Regions from separate parts of the Ovis aries genome. Here region 2 is linked to region 1. The links are chromatin contacts, called in public Hi-C maps. All regions are on one chromosome and are shown on one strand. The core of a region is the stretch at or near the end of the contact, and the rest is flanking DNA. Distances in the headings are between cores, read along the strand shown.

Region 1 (6,692 bases), core at 3,969-6,468:
CATCTGGGCAGGAAGTAAGAGGCAGTGTTTGTGGATGCGAATGCCTTTTTATGTCTTTGTCCATTTGGTGTAAACTCCTGTGTGTGACCCATCTGGGAACTTGCTCAAGAGGAGTCTTTCTAGAACTCTGAGTGTTCCCATTTCTAAATGGATAAGCTGGTCAGAAAAAGAGCTCCCAGAGTATGTTAAGCTTGCGCGTGGTGTAAATACCAAGCTTGTGTTGATAGAAGTTCAGCATCATTGAATCCAAAGTCATCTGGTGAGGCTTCGTTTCAAAGATAACTCAGGACCACAGCCTGGGAGGCTGCCCAGCAGTGCTGGGGCTGAAATTAGAAACATGGAGAAGAGAGAAACTTACTGTGAGACAGTCTGCCGTGTTCACAATCTAAGCGTGCCTTACTCTTCTCCTTTTCTCCTGGGACCTGCAGTTTACCGTGGCTTCTGGGCAGTCCTGATGCTTCTGGGGGTGGTCGCCGTAGTGACTGCAAGCTTTCTGATCATCTGCGCAGCACCCTTCACCAGCCACCTTCTCTACAAAGCCGGGGGAGGCGCCTACATCGCCGCAGGTACGTCCAGTGTGAAGGCTGTGATTTCTAGCTGTGGAATACGTCTTTGTATTTTCCAGTTCTGGTTTCAGAGGTGAGACTTCTAGGAGTTAGTAATATGCTAATATGCACATAGAGTATTTCCTGAGTACTGCCTAGGTGGCACACACATTTTCAGGGACTTTGTGTTTTCCATTTGCTCATTGTATCCAGGTTCTGTGAATGAAGACAATAGGCAGGAAAGCTCTGCTATAAGAGCCTTTTAATCTCCCTTGTCCTGTTAAAGTTCCACGTGTAAAATGGGTGTGTCGACACGTCTGTCTATAACATCTGGATGTTTGTGAAGCCTCTTGTGTGAGCCTAAGAAGATAGCCCATTACGATATTACAAACCCTCATGATTTATTTATCTCAGGTGAAAATCAATTTTTTTACAACATCATCATTCCATTTTCATAACTGTGGTTCATATGTGTTATCTAAGCACCTTCTCTGTAAAACCTGCATTTCAAATAAAATAGCTATTTTAAACTAAAATAGTCACCTTCTAAGTGAAGTCGCTCAGTTGTGTCCGACTCTTGGCGACCCCATGGACTGTAGCCTACCAGATTCCTCCATCCATGGGATTTTCCAGGCAAGAGTACTGGAGTGGGTTGCCATTTCCTTCTCCAGAGCATCTTCCAGATGCAAGGATCGAACCCGGGTCTCCTGCATTGTAGGCAGACGCTTTACCATCTGAGCCACCAGGGAAGTCCACCAGTCCTTCTAAGTGCCACTGAAATTATCATAGAAATAGTACAAATAGAAAAATAACCGAATAGGTGAGTTTTGTGAATTTTAAGACTTTTTGTGATTTTTAACACTTTTTCTCTTCATCAGGAATTAAAATTCAGAGCACTAACCTGAAAACACAAGCGCAATATCTTTTTGTAAACATAAGAATTCTAGGAATTTAGACAAACTTCAGCCTAAGAGCCAACTGTGGAGGAGGAAATGGCAACCCACTCCAGTACTCTTGCCTGGGAAATCCCATGGACAGAGGAGCCTGGTGGGCTACAGACCATGAGGTCAAAGTCGGACACAACTGAGCACTAACAAGACCCAGCTGGACCTGCCTTTGCTGTGTTGCAGGATCACATGAGAAGGTCCAGGGGCCTCACCTGAGACTGTAGTGGCCGTGGAGGGCGGGACAGGCTGGGCGGCTCAGCGGCCTTTGTAGTTGCTGCCAAGACAACTCATGTTGCTGCCCAGAATCACTTAACCAATGGTCAGTTAACAAAATGGCTTCTTTAAGCATTATGTTTGTATAAAAATTATACTTAATTTTGCAGAGGGAATAAGAAAAGTAATCTCTGCTCAACAAGCTTGAAAAACCCCACAAAACAACAGCAACAACAACAGCAAATGAGGCCAAAGCCCACCCTGGGGACAGGGGCCCTATGTAACCTATTCTGTCTTTCTATTCATCTCTTATTTCAACTGTTCTCTTCACTGAGTCTTCAGGGAGCCTTTATCAAGGGCCCAGATTTACCCATCTGAGCTCATGATTTTAAAAATCACTTTAAATATGTGGAATATAGTTTACATACCACAAAATGTACCATTTTGAAGTGTGTCATGCAGTGTTTTGAGTACATTTCCAGAGCTGGACAAAGATCAGCAGTATCTGATTACAGAATATTTTTTTTTCTTATCTTATTACAAAGAAACCTCATCCTCCCCTCCCCTTCTCTCCCCTCTAGCTCTGGTAACCACCAGTCCACTTTGTGTCCCTGTGAGTTTCCTCTTCTGGACATTTCGTGTCTGTGGAATCACACTGTGTCTGGCTTCTTTGACTTAGAGCTCACAACTGATAATCTCTCTATACCTCATAATTCCATTAGACCAAATCCCTTATTCAGATATTAAAAGATAATGCTGTGAAAGTGCTGCACTCAATATGCCAGCAAATTTGGAAAACCTACCAGTGGCTATAGGACTGAAAAAGGTCAGTTTTCATTCCAACCCTAAAGAAGGGCAATGCCAAAGAATGTTCAAACTCCGGCACAGTTGCACTCATCTCACACACTGGCGAAGTAATGCTCAAAATTCTCCAAGCCAGGCTTCAACAGTATGTGAACCATGAAATTCCAGATGTTCAAGGTGGATTTAGAAAAGGCAGAAAAACCAGGGATCAAATTGCCAACATCCATTGAATCATAGAAAAAGCAAGGAGAGTTCCAGAAAAACATCTATTTCTGCTTTATTGATTAGGCCAAAGCCTTTGACTGTGCGAATCACAACAAACTGTGGAAAATTCTTTAAGAGATAGGAATACCAGACCAGCTGACCTGAGAAATCTGTATGCAGAGTACATCATGTGAAATGCCAGGGTGGATGAAGCACAAGCTGGAATCAAGATTGCTGGGAGAAATATCAATAACCTCAGATATGCAGATGACACCACCCTTGTGGCAGAAAGTGAAGAGGAACTAAAGAGCCTCTTGATGAAAGTGAAAGAGGAGAATGAAAATGTTGGCTTAAAACTCAGTGTTCAAAAAACTAAGATCATGGCATCTGGTCCCATCACTTCATAAGGATGCAAATAGATGGGGAAACAATGGAAACAGTGAGAGACTTTATTTTCTTGGGCTCCAAAATCACTGCAGATGGTAACTGCAGCCATGAAGTTAAAAGACGCTTGCTCCTTGGAAGAAAAGCTATGACCAACCTAGACAGCATATTAAAAAGCAGAGACATTTCTTTGCTGGCAAAGGTCTATCTAGTCAAAGCTGTGGTTTTTCCAGTAGTCATGTATGGATTGAAAGTTGGATTATAAAGAAAGTTGAGTGCTGAAGAATTGATGCTTTTGAACTGGAGAAGACTCTTGAGAGTCCCTTGGACTGCCAGAAGATCCAACCAGTCCATCCTAAAGGAAATCAGTCCTGAATATTCATTGGAAGGACTAATGCTGAAGCTGAAACTCCAATACTTTGGCCATCTGATGGGAAGAACTGACTCATTGGAAAAGACTCTGATGCTGGGAAAGATTGAATACAGGAAGAGAAGGGAACAACAGAGGATGAGATGGTTGGATGGCATCACTGATTCAATGGACATGAGTTTGAGCAGTGTCAGGGAGTTGGTGATGGACAGGGAAGCCTGGCGTGCTGAAGTCCATGGGGTTGCAAGAATCAGACACGACTGAGCAACTGAACTGAACTGGAATCCCTTATATGCCTTAAAACTGAGCATCTTCTTCACCAAATATATTTTCTCACCCAAATCACACTCTACCCTCACTTCATTCAAAGGTCTAGTTATGGTGTATATTTCCCCATGATCCTCCCAGAAAGAATCTCCCTCTACTAAAATATGTAAACCTTTCTTTCTTCTTTTTTTTTGCTTTTCCATCTTCTTAAACCTTTCTGCATAAAGGGAATATGAACTAGCAGTAGTCCAATAGTTACATTATGGGCAACATGATTGTTTTAAACTCAGAGATACTGTGATCCTGGGTTTCATCTTATTAGAGAATTGTGTGTGTGTATGTGTGTGTATGCAGTGCTCTTGAAAAATTGTTGGTCATTTTTTTTCCATTCTATAATTTGTTTGAGAAAATTGTGTATCTAAAGAATTAGTTTGGTTGAGGACTTTGAAGAAAGATGAAGCATCTGATTAATATTTGACCAGTAGGTTTTCTCTCTTCAGTGGCTCTCTGGCTGCACTGGGTATGAGGCTGAGGTCCTCTTGGCTCAGGACTTTATGCGAAAGGGAGGAGTTAGTGTGTTCCAGGAGCCGGGTCCTGAAAGCCAGTCAACCAGATAGTTACAAGAAGACTTCAAATCTGACTTTTAATTTCCTTCACAGACCAATTATTTACTGTTTGTGCATGGCCGTTTATTTCCTAAGAACACAAGGAGGTATTCCATTGGATGAGATTTTTTTAAACTACTTTTTTTTTTTTTTAATCAGTTTGGACAGTAAAAGTGATATTCTCAGGAATACCTGAAACTTACTGTCTAGTAGCAATTTCCACCATGAGACACATCTTTTAAAGCAATTATGGGGCTTTAATAAATCATCCATAAGCCTGAGTGTTAGAGACAAATTAAAAAAGTTTTTCAGTTGTCTACTATTTCCACCCCCAGATATTTTAATAGGCAATTAATACTCTCAGAATTGGAAATGGAAACTTACAGACTTTTCTATTCTATAGGGATATTAGGAAAAGGTGCTCTGATCACTGGGTTTTGGGGGCAGCCAGGATTTTTCTGTACTATATTTAACATGGAACCATGCATGTAGTCATTTACTGAGTTAAACTGGATCAAATTTATCAAGCTTTCTAGTGGTTAGAGGTCACGTTTTCAAACGAAGAGTTCTCATTCCAGGGGGCAAGTATTCCAAAACTCCTCCTTTTCAGGGCTTGCTGGTCACTCCAGACCTCGCTGTCTCCCCATGCCAACTCTCCGTGCTGGGCCTGGCAGTCGGGAACAGGTGTGGCCCGGGCCCGCAGTTGCCGGAGCTACTTCATCCACACCACAAACAAGACACTCTCTTTATTTGGACAGACGGCCTTGAGAGGGCGGAACCACATTCCGACTGGGCTTGCTGGTGTGTGCACGCAGGACTCTGGCATCAGCACGCAGAGGACTCTGGCATCAGCACGCAGAGGACTCTGGCATCAGCACGCAGGCCGCGTGGGCACATCCCACGCACGGCCATGGCGTGCTGACGTCACAGCTGTCAGTGTGAGCAGGGGCGGGGTCTGCGGTCTTCCTCGCGCTCTGTCCGCGGCTCGGGCAGAGTCTGAAGGCCCTGTGTCGTCACTTCCCGCTCTGGGCCAGATGCCTCCTCTGGCCGGGCCATGTGTTCGCCATGGAAGTTCAGTTCCGGACCAAGTGCGAGGTGGTCGTTAGGATGCGACAGCCCCCGAGTCTGCTTAAGTGAGCCTCTGCCACACCACTCCAAGGCCTGAAGAGTTGCTGAGCCGCCTTCTCGTGTGAACTCCGTGGGGCAGCTATGGAGGGCTGACTCACGGCTTCTCCGCACCCTGTGATACCCGATATGATGGGAAAGACGTCGGAAGGCGTGGCATTAAAAACCATTTGAACTATGTGGAGAAAATCATTGTGTGGCTGAGTGTTCCTGCTGCTGCTGCTAAGTCACTTCAGTCGTGTCCGACTCTGTGCGACCCCATAGACGGCAGCCCACCAGGCTCCCCCCATCCCTGGGAACGCCGGCCAAAGCGACATCAATGTAGGAATTGCTGTGCATGAGTAAAATCCCGGAGTGTACAGGAAATAATGAGGACAGGGTTTGGGATGTTCTGGGACACTGACATTGGGTGAATTTTATCACCTTATCAGGGTATAAAGAAGGCTGAGTGCCAAAGAATTGATTGTTTTTCATTGTGCTGGAGAAGACTCTTGAGAGTCCAAGGGAGATCAAACCAGTCAATCCTAAAGGAAGTCAGCCCTGAATATTCATTAGAAGGACTGATGCTGAAGCTGAAGCTCCAGTACCTTGGCCACCTGATGCGAAGAGCCAGCCACCTATTTAGATAGGACCCCGATGCTGGGAAAGATTGAGGGCAGGAGAAGAGGGCAGCAGAGGATGAAATGGTTGGATGGCATCATCGACTCAATGGACATGAGTTTGAGCAAACTCCTGGAGATGGGAAGGACAGGGAAGCATGTTGTGTTGCAGTCCAGGGGGTCACAAAGAGTTGGACACAACTCAGTGACTGAACAACAGGGTAGAGAGATTTCTCTTCCGTAATTGAAATCACCTTTTCCTGAATGACAGCCTGGGATTATATTTTTTTCTGCTGGATGTAGAACTCCACAGAGTCTCAGCTGGGTCAAGAGGGCTGGGAAACTTCTGAATCTTGGCTAAATGCCTTGTTAGCATCTCATGTTAGTGAGACTACACGCTCGTCTTGTAAGTAAGAGGAACATCGAAGCCCACACTCCAGGCCCAGGGTATGTTAGCCAAAGGAAAGGACACCTTGGCAGTGCAGTGAGTCCTTTGGAAGGTGATGGAGGCCAAGTTGTGGCCTGAGTCCTGCCCCACTCAGTAACCGCAGGGCACATCCTTTCCTTGTCCAGACAGCTGTTTCACACGCTGCCGTGGCTCACCAGGGATGTGAGCGGAGTGAGTGGGG
Region 2 (6,278 bases), core at 2,591-5,090, 37 kb before region 1:
AGAATGCTTATAAAAATAATCTCATGAGATTACAGACTGTGGTCCTGTTGTCATAGTGTTGGATGGGGGAGGGAGCAGGGAGGAGGACATACAAGAGACTCAAGAACCACAGCACAAAACAGAAACTTAAAGAGGTCCTTAGAGCCACAGAGACCGGCAGTGACGGTTCATGGGCAGTAAAAATCTGTCTCAGTAGTGATCAAAGGGGAACAATTGATTGTAGGGTCATCATTCAGCCTATTGTCTGTGTCTAGGACTTGGGACCACAAACCTTTATATAGAACCTTTAGGGCCAGGTGTGTTTAGAACTCAGAATTTGGGGGATTTTGAAAAAGTAGCAATATGTGTGTGCTGTACATTACCTGCCACCCCCACCACCACACCCCCGTGGAACCTGGTGAGCACTGTAACCAAACACGTTTGTTCTCGTGCAGTCAAATGTATAAGAACTCACAGTATCGTTTATTTGCATCCTCGTGCCAGTCAGATTTGGTTTGCTAAAAGCTTTTGTTTTTCAGAAATTTTGAATGTTGGAATGGCAGGTAAAGATTGTGGATCTATAACACAATATTCCAGGACAGAAATGAATTTACCCTCAAATCTGCACAGAACCACTTTGGTTTCTGAAAGTTAGACTTCTTTTTTTATTTACACATTTGTTTGCACTTTTGGATGTTAAGCATTGTCATTCCTGTATTTTTTAAGAATAAAGTAAACCAGAATTAATTTTTTTTGTAGAATGTTTAGATAGCTTCAGTAGATATGTTGAGATAATTAAGACTATTGCAATATCAAGATTGGAAACTATGACCTTAAAAAAAATGTTTTGCTCCTTATCACTCACAAACTAAACATGACTTGGGATTTCTGCTAAGTTGTAGTGTGTTTACTGATTAAAAAAAAAAAACACAGTTAAGTAAATAAGAAGACATTTAAACCAGTTAAATAGCTCAGGCTGTGTACTTACATTACAGCCAAGAGTCATAATACAAGTAGATTTTTATTTTACTCTGGTGCTCCATGTATGTCAACCACCATGATAAACACTGAGGATAACGATAACTGAGCTAAAGGAGTTAAGTTTTATGAAATCAGAACTAGTCTCTAGTATTTTTCTCAAATAGTTGCCCATGAATGAATGGTTGAAAACAATTAGATTGGTTAATTAGTAGCTGCTTTGATATACATATACACACTCACACGTGTGTGTGTGTATATATATATACATTTTTATAATGATGCTTATTCACTTTTGGATAAACCAAAAATGGTGAAAAAAATATTAGTTGATGAACCTCTTCCAGAAAGGTGATGTTTTGTGTGTGACAGAGATAAAAATTGAGATGAATTGTAGCAATAACAAAATCCTACACTCTTTTTATACTTATTTTAAAAAATCTAGTTGTTTGTATATATATGTGTGTTTGTGAATGCATATGCTAAAGATTTGGTATTAATGCATAGGTTTTTTATCATAAGCCATTACAATATTAATAAAATAAAGTAAACTTTTCCTATAAAGATTCCTTTTCCTTTCCAAATAACAACATCGTCACCTACAACAAAACTGCATGACCACAACTACTGTTACCTTGGGAGGGGGTGTGGGGTGACCAGAAGCTTATTACTACAACCTCTATGTACCTCATTCCAATGAATCATTTTTTCCCCACTAGCTCATGAACTCCTCATGGTCAGGGCCTGTGTATCTAATAAAATGCCTGGACAGTCACAAGCTCCCAATAAGCACTTCTTGAAGATGCGTTCTTCCTAGCCATCCCCCAAGAAAAACCCCTTAATTTGATCTTACATTGCATTAACTATAGAACAGCATCTTCAATAGTTTCCTACTGCTGCCGTAAAAATGTGACAATACAACGTTAGTGGCTTGAAACAATAAGATTTTCCTCTTCTGCCGTTGCAGAGGTCAGAAATCCCCAAAGTCAAGGTGTTGGTAGGCAGCATTCCTTCTTGAAGGCTCTTGGGGAGAATCTGGTTTTTTGTTTGTTTTTTGTTTTTACCTCTTCCATGCTCTACAAGCTGCCCACATTCCTTGGCTTGTAGCCTCTCTCCTCCGTCTTGAAACTGGCAAGTCTCTAACTCTTTCTGGAGTCACATTTCTTTCTCTGACCACTGTCAGGAAGGATTCTCTACTTTTCTTTTAAGGGTTCATGTGTGTAGATTGGGTCAACCTGTATAATCTAGGTCATTGCTGTGTAAGGTAATGTATTCATAGATTATGTGGTTATGTTTAGGATTAGGGTGTGGACATCTTTGGGAACCCATTATTCTGCCTGTCGGGGGCTTCTCAAGGGGCTCAGTGGTAAAGAATCCACCTAGGAGACACAGGAGACGCAGGTTCGATCCCTGGGCCAGGAAGATGAGTAGAGGAGGAAATGGCTACCTGTTCCAATATTCATGCCTGAAAAATTCCATGGACAAAGGAGCCTGGTGGGCTATAGTCCGTGGGATTGCAAAGAGTCAGACACAACTGAGTGACTGAATGTGCACACAGACACACACACACGCAGACACACACACACACAATTTCGTTTCTAAGGATCCATCCCATGTCAAACAAAAGTGGTGAAGGAAGCTGGCAGAGGTCAGATGCCTCTTCAGAAGATGCAGAAACCCATGTTACAACTGAATACAAAAGACAGTAATCACTAGAGACAGTGAAAGTTTTCAAATATTGCACAAATACTTAAAAAATTCCCTCTGGCATATTTAGACATGGAGTGAAAACAAAGAAATGAGCCAGAGATGCTAGACATGAAGAATGTGTAGACACATTGCTATTCGGTGACTTCTATGGGTGTCAAGTAAGACCCCCTGTTTTAAGGAGGTTGAATATTTAAAATGAAAGAAACAAAAGAAAATGTGGGCTGTATTTTCTTATTTTAATCTAGAAAATAATATACTTTTGAGACTTTTTTCGTGAGTCTACTTTGGGGATGATCATTTGGAATACCTTGTATAGCATCTGGGAACTGCAATTTATGTCATAGCATGTGCTACGTAAAAGTATTTTGTTCTACTTTAAGAGTTTATGTTACCATATTCTTGATCTTTTAAATATACTTATGAATTTCTAGGTTATGAACCTGAACTGTACTTGGTGTTATGTTAGATCAATTGACCCACTATTTTATATTCCAAAAATATCCAAAAAAAACTAATTGCGATCCTCAGAGGACCTCACCAGGCTCCGCTGTCCCTGGGATTCTCCAGTCAAGAACAGTGACTGGAGTGGGTGGCCATTTCCTTCTCCAATGCATGAAAGTGAAAAGTGAAAGTGAAGTCGCTCAGTCCTATCCGACTCTCAGCGACCGCATGGACTGCAGCCTACCAGGCTCCTCCATCCACGGGCTTTTCCAGGCAAGAGTGCTGGAGTGGGGTGCCATTGCCTTCTCCGGTGATTGAACTACTCACGCCTTTCTTCCAGTTAAATCCAAGAGAGGTCTTTGTGGTTCTTTACACCTGTGATTTATCTACCCTTGTAGCGGGTCTTCAGTGTCTCCAGGGTTGTCTCGGTCATTCGGGATCAAGGGGAGCCTGTTCAGACACTTAAGACTTTGGGCCAGTGTGGCCGTGACCTCACACCATTCTGTCATCTTTCCACTCCTCTGGATTGCCCCACAGCAATAAGGATGATTCTGGCCAGTTCCTGATACTACCCCCTCCACCGTCAGGGGAAGGTCAGCTATTTTTTGATCCCCTGGGGAGAGAGGCAACTCCTCAGTCAGTGTCCTAAAATAGCCTGCCATTCTCAGCTGCCGGACTGGAGGCCCTCCAGGGGAACGCAGAGGCAACACGAATCCACTGCCCGTGTGAGTGGGACTCCACTGAAACACCAGCTAAGAGCCGCTTCTCAAGAAGATCCTGCCTGCTCAGAAGTCTTTATTCTTTTTTTTTAACTGAGGATCTGGGTGTCCGCTCTCATTTATTTTCTTATTTTAGTTCAACAGAAACCAGTGAACTGAAAATGAGACTAAATATTGCCATCTTCTTTGGGGCTCTCTTTGGTGCTCTGGGGGTTTTACTCTTTCTGGTGGCTTTTGGATCAGATTACTGGCTTCTCGCGACTGAAGTAGCAAAGTGTTCAGGTGAACAAAATGTGCGTTTCTGCTTCAAAATATTGTTGTACTTGGTGGTAATGAGGATAGCCTCATGTATCTTCTGAGAATCCAAAAATAGGAGTGGAATGTGTACTTCTTCTCAGAAGAGAGATGTAGGAAGCTAATGATCATCATTATTTGGGAAACAATACGTTGCTTAAAAAATTTCCCAGATGTAATTATTCAGATTGTGTTCCTTGTGTTGATACCAGTTACTTCATTTGTGTTCTGTACAGGTAGAAAACGTCACTTTACACCATGAAGGATTCTTCTGGAGATGTTGGTTTAATGGGGTTGTGGAAGAGAATGATTCCAATATCTGGCAGTTCTGGTACAGTAAGTACAATTCAGCCTTATATCCCCCCCACCCCGACCCCTGGCTTGTCAATAAAAAAGAACAGTTTCTTATTTTGGTGCACGTCACTTACAAAACAAGATTGGATTCTTAGCTGTGGAATCTCAATGGGGTATCTTTCAAAGGTTCCTTTCAAAGGTTCCTGATTCTTTTTCAGTAAACAGAATTGGCTATAGAAATAACTATTTTATTTTCTAACATAAAATTGTAGTCCATATTTACGGCAGAATTGGACAATCCACTGTTTCCTTGCTCACATTTAAAATACATCATCCTTAACAAACAAATATTCTCTATAGTGTGTTTTTGGAATGTCTAATTATTGCTATGTTGCAAATAAATGTTTTTATTTTGGGAGCTATGAATCCTTGAAGTCACAAATTTAAAAATTCGGAATTAGAGATGTATTATTTTATAGTAATAGCTTCAAATTTTAAAAAAATCTTTTTTTATAATGGATCAGTTATGAGCAGTGACAGATGAAAGCTTGCTCTATTAAGGCTTAAACCAAGTTTGTGGGCAATATCAAGAAATGCTTTGCTTTTGATGTTTCCATTCTCTCACAGAAACTTTAAAGTTCTTTTTTGAAATAAAATAGCTCCTTAAAAATAGAGTTGCATTCTTTCAACTGTATTTTCTATATTGTTATTAATCTTTGAAAATCAATTCACTGAAAATAGCTAGCCTTTATCTTATTGCATCCAACAATGAAAGAACTGTTTATTACCTTCTGACTTACTGTGGGTTGAAATTATTAGTCTTCTTCTCAAAACTACTCCTGTGATAAATCAAAGTATGGCACTTAAGTCAAGATTATGGAGTATACCGTAAAAATTTGAGATCACAGAAGATAGGCCAATAGTAAATTGGCATATGTTAAAGGAACAAAGTTAAGATGAAATGGCATTTTGAGAGAAATATTTCATAGAGTTTCTGATTGTCATTTGGGGGAGGAGAATAAGCATGTGATCTGCCGATGAAAATTATCTAGGCTTTGGTAAAGTGAAGTAAGTCAGACTTTGCAAGAGGAAGAGTTTGCCAAGACTTAGAGAAGGAAAAAATATTTTACTCCTTAAAGGGTATCTGATGAAATCATCAAGATTTCAAACAACATTAAAGTTCTTTCTCGTGGTTTCTTCAAATACTAAAAATAAACTTTAATCATTAACTTGTATGGTCTATCATCTACATCTTTTCCCTGAAAGTAGAATATAGAAGAAAATTTGCATTAGTTAGAACCAATCATAGTTAGATCTAAATTTATTAGATTTTTAAACAACAACATTGTGTGTGTGTGTGTGTCTGTGTCGGGCATTATGTTGGGAACTGGAGAATACTGTTGTGAAAATGAATGAAATCTGGTGATTTCAACTGTAGGTGATATTAAGGGCATTCTCTCCACTGGATTAGGTCATGAGCTAGACGTTTTAGATGAATCCACTTTCCAGGTCTCCTGTGCTATTCCATGTGAGACTTTTAAGGAAGTTCCTCCCTGTTCAATAATTCTCTGAGCTTGTTGATCTGTAGTTTTATTTTGCTTGTGTACCCCCCACAGCCTGTATTTCTCTTCTACTGGGAACAAATCTTCAGGCAGCCTCTCAGTAACAAATACGTCTGTTTTGCCTTCCTTCCCAGCCAATCAGCCCCTGTGGAAGAACTGCACCCACGCTTACCTGTCACCATACCCCTTCCTGAGAGGCGAGCACAACTCCACCTCCTACGACTCTGCAGTCAGTAAGTACTCAGTCCTCAGGGTGCCTCCGGAAGGGTGGTCTTTCTGAAACACTCCCCCCATATCAGCT

Evidence for each region. Hi-C and Micro-C count contacts between places; a contact is called where the count stands out from the background.
Region 2: a Hi-C map of muscle shows a contact between it and region 1, with 5 times the contacts expected there. The contact joins the promoter of TMEM182 here to the enhancer-like site in region 1. A contact is called at or near these places in 5 of 16 Hi-C or Micro-C datasets (hypothalamus, liver, muscle and 2 more).

Annotation. Positions count from the first base shown.
Region 1 is chr3:99,008,692-99,015,383 of ARS-UI_Ramb_v3.0, reverse strand. The region is part of intron 3 of TMEM182 (transmembrane protein 182); the gene reads left to right. Among named protein-coding and RNA genes, the nearest start is that of TMEM182, 35 kb to the left of the region's middle. Within about 2 kb of position 5,218, at least 3 of the 54 cell types and tissues checked have an H3K27ac peak or open chromatin away from gene starts, as enhancers often do. A contact at or near this core is called in muscle, where this site is marked.
Region 2 is chr3:99,044,271-99,050,548 of ARS-UI_Ramb_v3.0, reverse strand. It overlaps TMEM182 (transmembrane protein 182), which reads left to right and starts at 3,840. Exons shown (of 4, transcript XM_042246358.2): 1 at 3,840-4,120; 2 at 4,358-4,457; 3 at 6,112-6,210. The coding sequence starts at 3,989.